2 separate regions of the Gossypium hirsutum genome follow, and region 1 is linked to region 2. The links are chromatin contacts, called in public Hi-C maps. All regions are on one chromosome and are shown on one strand. The core of a region is the stretch at or near the end of the contact, and the rest is flanking DNA. Distances in the headings are between cores, read along the strand shown. Region 1 holds the start of LOC107962273 (cation/calcium exchanger 4). Region 2 has its middle 11 kb from the start of LOC121231563.

Region 1 (6,576 bases), core at 2,436-4,935, 160 kb after region 2:
ATATATTGTTATATAATTTTTACATGTATTATATTTTTCTTTTAGTTTACTCATATTTTTATTTATTTATTATCTTATATTTACCCTAGTATGATTTTTTTTATTAAACGTATACTCATGTTATTTAGTTTTGTCTTAATGATATTATTTATGTTTGTATAAAAAAGTTAGAATATTTTATACATCTATACTTCATGATGCATTAATATGTCATCCTAAAACGTTATTTAAAATAATACTCCAAGAATTTTTTTAAAAAAAATAAAAAACAATACTTGATGTTTAAAAACTTCGAGAAATAATGCCCTAACATGTTAAGTTACGATTTCTCGTTTGTCTAAATGCTTAAAGTATCATTCTAAATAGATTTTGTAAATCACGAGATAATTTCAATTACGAAAGTTTAAGAATATCATGTCTTTAACATGTTGGATGTAATGTTTATATTCTTTTAGAGCTAAAAAATTTCAATTTTTTTAACTTAAATAATTCCAATTAAAAAAAATCTTATTTTTTAAATCCTTTCAAGTTTTTGACATTAAGACAAAAATCTATTCAATTTGGTACCAATTTTTAGAGTTGCAAGAGTGCTAATCCTTCGTAACCGACTCCCGAACCTATTTTTCTTAATTTTAATAGACTACAACATTTTATAAAATGATCCAATCACACCTAAAAAGATTGATAACGACTCCCGTTTTCATTTTTCAAAAATCAATTTGCGTTTTTCAAACATCACTTTAAAAAATAGTTTCGACCTCGATGCTGTTTCAGTGTTGAAGATAGCCTCCACGTCTTTCGTCACGGTCTTATATCAACAGAAGTGTGGCAAAAGTTACAGCTTTCCTGGGTAATTAATACTGCGAGTCAAAATATTTGGGAGTGGCTAACCTAGGTTTTCACGAGAGGGAATGATGAACAATGCCAGCTTTTCTGCTATGCTTTGTGGTTAATCTGGTTTTCCAGAAATCAATTTATTCATGAGAGAAAGAGCACGACTGGCACAGATCTAGCAAAAAGCGTACAGAGACATATGGAGGAATACGAAGGAATGCGATCAAAAAAGAGTCATGTTAATACCATCAAAAACCAAAGCGCTCAGGAAGACTCACCAAGTTTGACGGTTAAGTTTGATGCAGCTTTTAATGGCAGAAATTTCAAGTCAGCGACAGGTCTGGTAGCGTGGGGGATTAGGGGTGAACTATTGGCATTAAAGTCGAACCTTCACAGCAACGTGTCCGCATTTGCAGCAGAAGCATATGCATGTTATGAAGCCATTAAGTTAGGGATTTCCATGGGTTTGCAATCGGTTAAAATCATGGGGATTCCAGAACAGTTGTTAAAAAGTGTAAAACAACAACAAAAGACAAATCAGAGATCGGAGCGATTATCAGAGATATTCAAAATACAACAACCAGATTTCAAGAGATCCACTTCCAGTATATCCACAGAACAGAGAACTTGAGAGCTCATAGAATCGCAAAGAACACACTTGCAAGAGGAGAAAGATCGTACCTGACGGGAGAAGAACTACATGACCAGGCGTTCGGTTCGGCGGGGCGATGGCCACGATGCCCAGACTGAAGGACCTTTGAGACAAATGAGACTCACAACCAGATAGCAGAAATGATTTATTTTTCTCTTTGGGAATTGCTATCATCAGAACGGGTGGTTTTTGAAATGAAAATGCGAGTAGTTTTAATGGATGCCAGTAGTTTGAGTTGACCGGGGTGGATGCGTAGGTTTCCTGTTTTCTTTTCATTATCATTTATTGCTTCTGTCGTTCTTATCCAGTTAATAGTTCTTTTCTTTTTTTAATTCCTTTAGGAGGCCTCCACTATTAAACTGTCCAGTAAGGCCGTTCTTCTTTTGTATGTTCCTAGCCAGAGTAGGATTGAGCCCAATTGATCTGTTTGGGCCTATTTTAGTTTTCTTTTTCCAAATAAAGTACCCGGCCAATTTTAATTTCAAAAAAAAAAAATTATTCCCAAGATTTCGCATCATGAATTAAGGATTGTAATGTTTTTAATATTTGGGTTATGGATTGGAATATTTTAATGTTTTGTAACTACTTTGACTTTAGTTTAGTGTATTAGTCTTTCAATAATGTTTTAAAACATTCCAAGTTTTAGAGTCAATAAAATTAGCTTTGCTAATCTTTTAATTGAATTTGTAATGTATAATGAATGTTTAAGATATTATCTATCTATAATATATATAAAAGCATGAATTTAGATAAAGTTTTGAATAAATAAAAATATTCTCTCTCTTTTTTTATCATATTATTAGATTGACAACTAAAAATAATAATAATTTAATTTAAAAGTTTTAGTTTTCATTTAAGTATTGTAATAATTACAAATTGTATTGACATCTAAATATTAATATAAAGTTAACTTCAAGTAGTATTTGTGATCACTATTAAGTGTTGGGTGCACTGGTAAGACCTATTACATTCTCAAAGGAATGTAAACTCAAATTTTGGAGACAAGATTATTGAAAATGGTAGTCACAAATCCCAAACACTATATGTAAACCAGATATAGCGAATAAAAAAAAGTATGGTAATTAAAAATTTTACTTATACCGAAAAATTTGATTTAAGCTTTAAATATTTAGTAAATTTGTTAAAAAATATTTTTGAAAGGATAAAATGTTTATTGTAGATTTGATATTATAAAGTAAAAAATATAAATTTAAATAATATTCAAATTTATAATATTATGATATATAAAATACATCAACTTAAATTATTATAAAAAATATTAAAATACTTTATTGTAACTCATTATTAATATTTTAATATATGAGACATAAATTTTAAATTTATTTTAAGTAATAAATATAATTTAATTTAAATCTTTTAATTGATATTTAAATCTAATTATAATTTAATTTAAGTTTATTAGAGGCAAAGTACTATGTTAAATCAATTAAAAGAAAGATTGTTGTAAAATTGAGTTTTATTTTATCCATTAATTATCACTTAATTAATATTAGAGAATATTATCAAATAGTTAAACACATTCAATCAAGTAGCAAACGGAGATAATTAGTAATAATAAGTTAGTAGTCGAATCATATTCGAACAACAATAGTATCGAAAAGAGATTGAAAATTTATTTAATTGATTATAAGGTAATATAACATTAAATTTGTCCTCTTAGTTCCAAATTTCTATATTAATTTTAATAATTTATATATTAATTCAATTTTATTTTATCTAATTATTTAATATTTTATTATCAATTATTTTCTGTTTTTCATTACTTTTTAAACAGTTTATTCTCTAAATTATTTATCAAAAATAGTAGAATTTTATTATAAATTATACCTATGTTCATTTAATTAGTAAATATATATATTTTAAATTGTAGAATTATACCATTTAAAGAATTAGAAATATAAACACATAAAAAATTACGTATAATATTTTTTAAAATTCTGATTAATTTTTTCAAAATTTTTCATCTTTTAAAATTTTTTGAATATTAAATTAGTGAAACCGATTGGATTTTGCAAACCATGATTCTCTTATTAATAAAGCATGAAATTAACACGAGTAAAATAGTTTTTTCTTAATTGAAAAAAAATAACTTTTAAATTTTATAAAAATGTAATAAAAAATTAGCACTCATTAAAAAATAGTATATATTAATATAAATAATAAAGGGGTGATAAAGAAAAAGGAAAAAAAATAGCAGTCATGAGAAATTTCTAACCAACTTCTCCTCCAAATTAATTTTTTCAAAAATTCCCTGATTATTATTGTCAACGAACTTCTGCGTTGGAAAAACTGTCCCAAAAAGAGCCATTAAATTCCATTTCCTCTTTAATCTTGGGGTCATCGGTAAGTATCCTAAATTTCATATTCGTTTTCTCTTCTGAATTCAAAGGCTGGGGTTTCCTAGTTCCTTAGCTGAAAACCCTAGCCTAATTCACTTTGTAGGAATTTTTAAAAGCTTGATGTTTTATTTTAGATAAAGAGATTTTATTTATGAGTAATAATTGTCTTTATGTTTCAAAAAGTCCCAAATTTCATGGGATTTTCAATGGATTATCTGCCATTATTCTACTGTTCTTTTTTTACACCCGGGTTGATTTCTTAAGGAACCCTCACATTAGCCAATCGTCTGGGCTTATTAATTATAATTTGAATCAAAGAACCGTACTTGATCACGTCGGTATAATTCGTCGAAAAATTAGCGAACTTGATGCCAGTTCGTCAAATTTAGCTTTTGGGAAGGGCCAGCAGAATGAGTTGAATGTAAGCTTGGGCCATCCTGTTTTCTGTACCGGATTGAATAATCATCAGGGTTTTGCTAATCAATGTGAGTTCCTGGAATCGAATCCACAGTGTTCTTCAGATGGATTCTTTGATTACATTAAGTTCTTCTATTGTGGTTGTGGAGAATTTAGGATAGTGGGCTATTTGATATTGGGTGTTTGGCTTGTTTCTTTGTTTTATCTTTTGGGTAACACTGCAGCGGACTACTTTTGCCGTTCATTGGAGAAGCTTTCATATCTGCTTATGTTGCCTCCAACTGTTGCTGGGGTTGCACTCCTTCCGTTGGGAAATGGGGCACCGGATGTGTTTGCAAGTATAGCTGCATTTTTGGGGACGGATACAGGTGGAGTGGGTCTTAATAGCGTGTTAGGTGGTGGAGTTTTTGTTACTTGTGTTGTTGTAGGGGCTGTCTCCCTTTGTGTAGCGGGGACCAGGGTTCAGATTGATAAAAGATGCTTCATTAGGGATATCTGTTTCTTCCTTTTTATGCTCATGTCACTTACAATGATATTGATAATTGGCAAGGTGAGTATTTGGGGTGCCATTGCATTTGTCATGATCTATGTGATTTATGCATTTTCTGTGGTTGCAAATGAGATTCTGTGGAAACATACTGGGGGGTTGAAATTGGATGTTGTTACACCATTGCTTCCTGTCCGAGGAAATCTGTTTTCACAAGGAAACGAAGAGGATACTTTTCTTTATAGTTATCTGCTGGACGTGGACACTGGAAATGATCCACCCCATCTACCTAGTTCCCTGCCACAATGGATGTGGGCTTCAAATGTTGCTATATATTCCAATCAATTCATGAAAGCCAGTCCATTAGCTGAAGACAGGCCTCCATGGGGTTGGACTGAAGAGGGCATGGAAACTAATGAGTCACCATTCTCTTGCTCTATATTATTATCGCTCCTGGAGTTGCCGCTGACAGTTCCAAGGAGGCTAACAATTCCTCTAGTTGATCAGGAATCATGGTCAAAACCATATGCTGTGGCTAGTGTTTCATTGGCTCCTGTTCTGTTAGGATTTCTGTGGAATAGCAAAGGTGATGTGGGCTTTGAGAGTCGAGTGATCACATGGTGTCTCAGTGTTGCAGCTGGTTGCACACTTGGTATTCTTGCATGTAAGCATACTGCATCCGATCATCCGCCTCGGAGGTTTTTAATTCCATGGGTATTTGGGGGATTTTTTACGAGCATTGTCTGGTTTTATATGATTGCGAATGAGCTTGTTGCTCTGTTGGTAGCATTTGGTGTGATATTTGGAATTAATCCTTCCATTCTTGGAGTAACTATTCTGGCTTGGGGCAATTCAATGGGTGATTTGGTGTCAAATGTTGCACTGGCAATGAATGGTGGTGATAGTGTGCAGATTGCAATGTCTGGCTGCTATGCGGGTCCTATGTTCAACACACTTGTTGGTCTGGGCATCTCATTGCTGCTTGGAGCTTCATCAAAGAGTCCTTCCTCATACTTAGTTCCTCAAGATAGCAGCTTGTTTTACACCATGGGCTTTCTCATGTCTGGACTAATCTGGGCACTTATAGTTTTGCCTCGAAATGACATGAGACCTAGCAAGATATTAGGATTGGGTCTTATAATGCTTTATCTGATATTTCTTTCTCTCAAGGTGAGCAGTGCTTTGGGACTTACATCACTGCGTGGTTTAAGCTGATTCGTTTTATTGGCTGTAACTAGGTCGACCAGGTAAACTGACATAGTAGAAATGATTTGTCAGATTGATTGGTTAGTTTTCAGTTTCCAAGTACTATATCAACTTTCAGATTTCTATGGCAGAGAAAGCCATTGTTGTAAGATTTACTTAGATAGGCAAATGATATATAACTCACTGTGGGCTCGCAGTGCTTGTTGGAAAAATCTGTCAAACCATTTCATCAGTAAATTCTGTCAATACCAATTCCCTGTTGCATATAACTGGTGTGTCCTTACGGTTTTCAAATAATATTTCCTCGGTGCTAGGTTTGATCTTCATTTAAGGTTCTTTTTTCTAACATCTGATTCTTTGTTTATGGATTGAAGATAGCAGAAATGACCATTAGTTGTGGGCGCTTGTTTGAATGTGGCAACTCATATATAGCTTTGCCTTCGATTGACACTATATTTAAGGAAACAGTTTGCCAACTACGATGTAACCCTGTTCTCTTTCATTCTCCTTTCTGGTTTTGACTCTTCCTCGCCCTCTGCCTTGTGCTAAGCTGTAAGCATCTTTCTTTAAGAAAAAAAAAATCTGGAATTGAGATGATTTTGTGGCTGCATAAGCCCTCT
Region 2 (6,667 bases), core at 3,540-6,039:
CTATGCAATTTATGATTCTCTAAGCATTAACATTCAAAAATAAACAAAGCGTATTAGCACATATGTTGAATTTCTCTTTAATTTAACTTCAATGGTTTTCTCAACTGAAAAGCTTTGTTCAGCTTACACTGTAACTAGCCTAACATTTCAGAATCAAAATTGAAAAAAAAAAAGAAAAAGGCAAAGCAATGGCAAATTTACTAGTAAAACAATTTCCTCATCTCCCCCGCCTCTGTTTTCTTTTTTTTTCTTGCTCAAAAACTCTGTAACTGATTCAAAGCTCAAAATTCAAAACCCCATCAACCCATTTACCACAAACAACAAATTCCAACCTGAAACTGAAATCCCTTACTATTGAAACAAGCAACCTGAAATCCCTTACAATAAACAAAAATGCCCAACAATTCAAAAAAAAAAAAGCTTAGCTTTCTAACCCTAAATTGCCCTAAAATAATCGGATCAACCAATCGACCAATTTTTTTTCGAAAACTCATCTTTTTCATAGCTCCCTACTAGTGAAATACAAGCAGGGAAGCAAAGAGATGAAATTCTCACAATGAAGGTGAGATTGAGGGGAATAACCTTATCGTCTCAATTTTGGGGAAGCTTTTTACAATGTCGAGATCTCTGTCGATGATGATCGTAGGATGAGAATAACTAAACGGGAACGAGGAGACAGAGTTGGGGTGTGGTAACTTGAGGTGTTTGCTGAGGGAGGGTGGTAAAGGGCGATTATGGGAGGAGGTGGAATGGGAGATGAATGAAATTCTGTCGAATGGAGGATTCGGTGAACCAAGCTATTTATCACCGAATCATCCAAGAATAGTTTGATTATTCATGGCAACCAAACGTGCTGTAATGAAACAAAGCGTTTCATCCAAGCTAATCTGTACCGTTATTTTCCATTTTATATTTTCTATTATTTTTCCTATATATAATGGTTTGTAATTGCTAAGGGGTTATGAATTCGTTACACATAGAGGTGTGCATGGGCCGGGCGACCCGGCCCGGCCCGAAGACCCGCCTGAAAAATAGGAGGGTTTGGGTAAAAATATAGGCTCGAAAAATGGGTTTGGATAAAAAATGAGGCCCGTTTAGAAAATGGGTCGGGTCTCGGGTAAGATTTTTTTTGGCCCGGGACCGGCCCAATTTTAATATTAAATTTTTTTAATTTTTTTAATTTTTAATTTTAAGTAACTTTAGTACTTTTACTTTACTCTTTTGTTGTTTTTAATGTTATTTTGATATTGTAAAACTTTTGTTATTAATATAATTTGGTTCTTAATTTAGTTCTAATTTGTTTCAATTTTTCAATTTTAATATAATTACTTTTTATTATATTTTTAATTTATGTATTATTTGAAGAATTGTTTTAGTCTCATTTTTTATTTGTTTTTTGTTTTAATATTTGTTTTTATGTTTTAGATGTACTTGATTTATTATATTTTAAAGTTTTTTATTTAATAAAAAAAGTAAAAAAAAATTAATATGACCGGACCGAGTCGGGCTCGGGCTTATCATTTTTTTCTCAAGTTAGACTTGGACAAATTTCTAAGCCCATATTTCGAGCCGGGCCAAGCCCGACCTTGAAAACGGGCCAAATTTTTTTTAATGGGCCCACCCAGCCCGGTACATGCACAGCTCTAGTTACACTCATAATTCTTTTTTTCTCTCTATCTCTTTCCTTCTCCGGTTACTCTTTTCTTCTTCTTCCTTCTTCTTTCTTCTTCTCTCTCTGGAATTTCTCTTTTCCTTCCCTTCATTCTCTCCCATTTTTGGCTTCTTGGTTTTTTTTCGTAACAAAATGTATCAGAGTTTCAATCAATTCTCCATGGCTGGTGATGAATTGAATCGAGCCCTTTTGGTCACAATCTATCATATGCTTTACCTTATTACTATAGAAGTGCTCCATCAGGTTTTTTCACCTCATGGATTTGTGCAGAAGATCGTCACATTTCAAAAATCGGCTGGTTTTTAAGCACTGATCCAGTTTGAAGGATGCTTGAATGTTATCTTAGTTAGAATTTCTCTACAAGGCTGTAATATTTATGATGACTGTTGTCAACTTGACATAGAGTTTTACGGTGCTTGTGCGGCGATCCAGGGGTTATGTGCGGGTGAGAATGTGATTGGTACGTCTTTGGCAGTACCTCAAACGTCGGTTTTCAAATATGAAAATAGTGATGGGGATGGTGGTGTGGTGGAGGTAAAAAGGTTTAATAATCGTAACGCTCCGCCGTTTGATTAGGCACTGATGGTACTGATTGACACGAATGAGTATCCCGCGATCCTTAAGAACAAGCTCCATCAAGCCTGCGCTGCTATTGCTTTCTTTCGTGCATTGACTGTAAAGGTAAAAGGTTCATTTTTGCAAGTCAAAAATCAAGTGCTTCAATTGGATCTGATGTTCAAGGTTCCTCTGGTACTAGAACAAGGTGAACTTGATGTTAGTATTTTGGTTGTTTCAACTACACAAAAAATGTCAGGGACATGAGTGAGGCATGCCATAACTGGGACAAATGATAGGTGTACAGTGATGGGTAAGGTTCCTCCAAATGAATGTTCTTTCAATGGAGTGCCAGTAAAAAACGATCCAATGGATGATTTCGATAGGATTTCAGGTGATTCTGTTGTTGGGAATTTAATGGCTTCTACTCTAATTTTGTTCATTGGCATTCGGTTAGATTTGATAACCCTAGAAAAATCCCTACTTTAGATTACTTAGGCAGTAAGCTATTCAAGAGTTCCTCAATTGTCTATGCTTGTTGTAGTCCATACATGCATGAAGAAAGTGTGGTTTTGTTAGAAAATGGTACATCTATTCTTGTTTGATTTAACTAATTGTGTTAATTGTCAGAGACTCAATGACTATGTTAAAGGTAGTAAACTTAGAGTTTTATGGGATGATTCGAGTGGTACAGAGAATTATAAATGGTTGGGTATTGAGTTCAATTGGCATCCTAGGATTTTAGTTGTTGCCCGATCAGATGTTGCTTTGTTACTTGATTTTAAGCGTAATAAGTGTAATGTAAACTGTTTAGCTAAGATTGAGATGTTGAGCCCATATGATGTAGTTGATGAGGATCAGTTCCTAGCGTTTTCTAGAGTAGGAGCTGATGGGTTTTAGTTTGTTTTGGCTTCCAAAAGTTTATTTCTTCTTTGCGAAGTGCACAAACCAAGGGTGCCATTGTTGTGTTGGGCTCATAATCTAGATAATCCATGCTTCATTGATGTGATTAGGTTATCAGAATTAAGGTCACAATTTAGGGATGATACATATCAGTGGGAAACTGAATCAAGTTTTTGCATAATATTGGGATCATTTTGGAATTGTAAGTTCAGGCTGTCTTCAATTAATGAAAGATCTGTTGCTATAAAAATTTCAAAGTTTTGCAAACCCTTTTTAGCAGGGATATCTTGAAGTTGGTGTGCGAGTCAGATGAATTTGGTGGGTTAATTTTGATTAGGCTAATGTCTTCAGGGAAGAATGAAGCTCAACGATATTGTGCCTCATGTGATTTGGTGCAGAATTTTGATATAGCTCACAAAGAACCATTGTTCAATTTTGAGGATAGCTTACTATACTCCTCATGTGACGATGAATATGAATTTCCTAAAAGGTTTAAGTATTTGAACCTTGACTATTTTCATGGTTGTTTGAATGACAATCTTGCGCAAGGCCTAGGTTCTGAGATGCAGAAGTCTCATAAGGATTTTCATCAGGAGTAATTTAACTTAGACTTTCATGAAATTTTGTGTGAGAAGTTGATGGTCTGTAGATTTGGTTGATTCAGGTCCTCTCTTGCACTTTCTTTTGTCTTTAATGTGGGCAACTTTTCCTTTGGAACTTTTACTACTAGCTTTCTTTAGCTATCCTAAGCTAGTTGATGTGCCCTTCGATGGCATGGCCATGCCTCTGCAATTTTCAGTTGCTCTAGGCTTTTCCCGGCTGCCTCCATTCCTACTAGGGAGGCCACGCCTCAACACTTAGTGGTCGCATAAAATGCAACTTGATGATTCGCTTGTGGGTCACGTTCTTCCTCTCCCCATTCTACTTACACTTCATGAGTTTTGTAATGGCTGTCTTAATTTAGAGAAAATGTGTAGATTTCCATTAAACACGGAGTTTGGCCTTAGGTTCAATGAAGTCATGTGGGTTGTTGCAGAAATGGTTGTATCAGATTCTATCTTGCATAACAATGATGAAACTTTCCCTCTTATTGATCACAGGGATGAGATGTGGGTTAACTATCAATGGCCAAAACAATTCCTTTTATACCATCCAGTTGCAGGCGAGTCGCATGGTAACCGTATTTATAATAATGTGAAATTTACTACCATGGGTACCAAAGTGCATAAGGTTACTGATCCTAATGACACAATGGATGGTGTTGGGCTAGAACTGTTTGATGATCTATATCCCATTGAATTGAAGTTTGATGTTCTTGTCATGAACTTTGTACTTATGGATGTCCTATGCTTGATTGAAGAATGGGTATTTATGGTTATCCTATTGAACATTCAAGCACTTTTCCTCACTTTGATCCTTGAGGACAAGGATATTTTTGAGGTGGAGGAAATTTTTATAGGTTAAAATGAAGACTAGGCACCGTACTGTTATTTTCCAATTTTTATTTTTCATTTTCTGTTATTTTTCCCTTATATAATGGCTTGTAATTGTTGAGGGGGTTGCATAGAATTCCTCTTTCTTTTTCCTTCTCTTTCCTTCTCCGATTTCTCTCTTCTTCTTCTTCTTCCTTTTTTTCTCTTTGGAATTTCTCTCTTCCTTCCCTTCCTTCTCTGCCATTTTTGGCTTCTCGATTTCTGTTCATAACAGACTCATACGGGTTTAGTCTATTAAGAATTGTTTGCAGTTGGACAAAACATTAAAGTGAAGATGACTTCGTTAAAGAGACTAAGAGCATGGTTAGTAAATTTTTCCTCAATAGAAGTCTATTTTATTGAAAGAAAATGAAGAAAGCAACAATTACGCAAATAGAAGAAACAAAAGCTGAAAAAAGAGAACACAATGCGACAGCAAAAACGCCGCAACAAATTAGACATAAATCGTGCTGCCAATGATTAAAATAAATGAGTTGATTAAAGGCATAAATCCCCCGGCCAATAATTAAAAATAAATGATTTTTCAGTTATGTTTGGTTGAGTTGCTTGGAAAGTGGTAGTCGATATATTATATAAAATCAATTCTCAAAAGAGTTTTATACATTAAATAGGGTTGGAATACACCATTTCTAATTAAATGAGGGTAAAATAAGAAATAATTATTTCTAATTAAATGAGAGTAAAATAAGAATGCCAAAAACCAAGGATGAAATAAAACTACTGAATTCAATAAAGAAAAAAAAATGGAACAGTTACATTATATATAATCACTAAAACCATCCGTTTCACCTTAAATACTATCTCAGCACCAAAAGGAAACACCTTTTCAATATTCAATATTTGGAATAAAGGAAAGCTTTTAGCTTGGCATCATATTTACTATTAATGTTATTATGGTAACTTCTTATGAATGCCTCCTACTAAATACCTATTATCGTTTCAGTTTCTTGATTTTTAAACCTTGATTACTTCTTCCATAATTATCTCCTTCGCTCGATTTTTTTTTACGGCTTTGCATTTTTGTTTTTATCTTCCATGATTTCTTTGGCATATTCCTTGCATGTATTGCATATTTGAAGGGAATATCTTAATAAATTTTCTTTTTCATCTAACTATAGCAATAGAAAATATCTTTGCTTTGCATAGATTTCATCTTTTATTGTAATTTATTTTAGAAAATAATTTTTTTTTAGCTTTAAATTTTTTTTACATTATACATAACAGCTCACTTTTAGCTAATTCTTCTTAACAATGAGATTAGTAAAATATTCTTTTACGACTTTATTATTTTGTTTTTATCTTCCATAATTTCTTTGGCATATTCCTTGCATGTTTGAATGGAATATCTCAATAAATTTTCTTTCTCATCTAACTATTATAATAGAAAATATCTAATTTGCGTCTATGGTTGCTTTTCTTAGATTTCCTCTTTTATTATAATTTATTTTAGAAAATAATTTTTTATTCAGCTCTAAATTGTTTTTACTTTATACATAACAACTTACTTATAACTAACTCTTCCCAACAATGAGGTTAGTAAAATACTTTTTGACGGGTTTATATATATATATATTTATATTCCGTGATTTTTTTAGCATATTCCTTGCATGTCTTACATGTTTGAATGGAATATATCAATAAATTTTCTTTCTCATTGTTATACATGCCCTTCGCCAGTCAGACACGTGTCACTACCAAACACATTGTTGACTTTGGCATTGACTCCACCTTAAGTAGTACCCATTTTCAACCACTTACTCAAGTAAGAAGACACCCACTCATATTTGAGTCTGAACACAATTCTAAGACAATAAGGAGTCTATTTAGGTATAACTACCTTATACTCATAATTTCTTTTTATATACGGACATGATTAGCCTTTACGCATTTTGTGAGGCTAAATGTATATCCTACCATATCATATCAATGGAAAACGGAACCTTTCTTATAAGTACCCTGAAAAAAGATGTAGAAAGGATCGATTCCCTAGCACAAGTTACTCCAAGCAATCATCTCTTTGGTTAGCCTATTCGCTTGTCCTTGT

Evidence for each region. Hi-C and Micro-C count contacts between places; a contact is called where the count stands out from the background.
Region 1: a contact with region 2 is called in a Hi-C map of leaf, with 2.5 times the contacts expected there. The contact joins the promoter of LOC107962273 here to the enhancer-like site in region 2. A contact is called at or near these places in 9 of 34 Hi-C or Micro-C datasets (anther, callus, hypocotyl and 2 more).

The regions. Positions count from the first base shown.
Region 1 is chrA06:114,120,637-114,127,212 of Gossypium_hirsutum_v2.1, forward strand. It overlaps LOC107962273 (cation/calcium exchanger 4), which reads left to right and starts at 3,686. Exons shown (of 1, transcript XM_016898589.2): 1 at 3,686-6,282. The coding sequence starts at 3,998. The coding sequence ends at 5,965. LOC107962272 (a long non-coding RNA gene) reads right to left here and starts at 1,997. Exons shown (of 2, transcript XR_005928690.1): 1 at 1,516-1,997.
Region 2 is chrA06:113,963,647-113,970,313 of Gossypium_hirsutum_v2.1, forward strand. It overlaps LOC107962269. Among protein-coding and RNA genes, the nearest start is that of LOC121231563, 11 kb to the right of the region's middle. Within about 2 kb of position 4,790, at least 3 of the 9 cell types and tissues checked have an H3K27ac peak or open chromatin away from gene starts, as enhancers often do.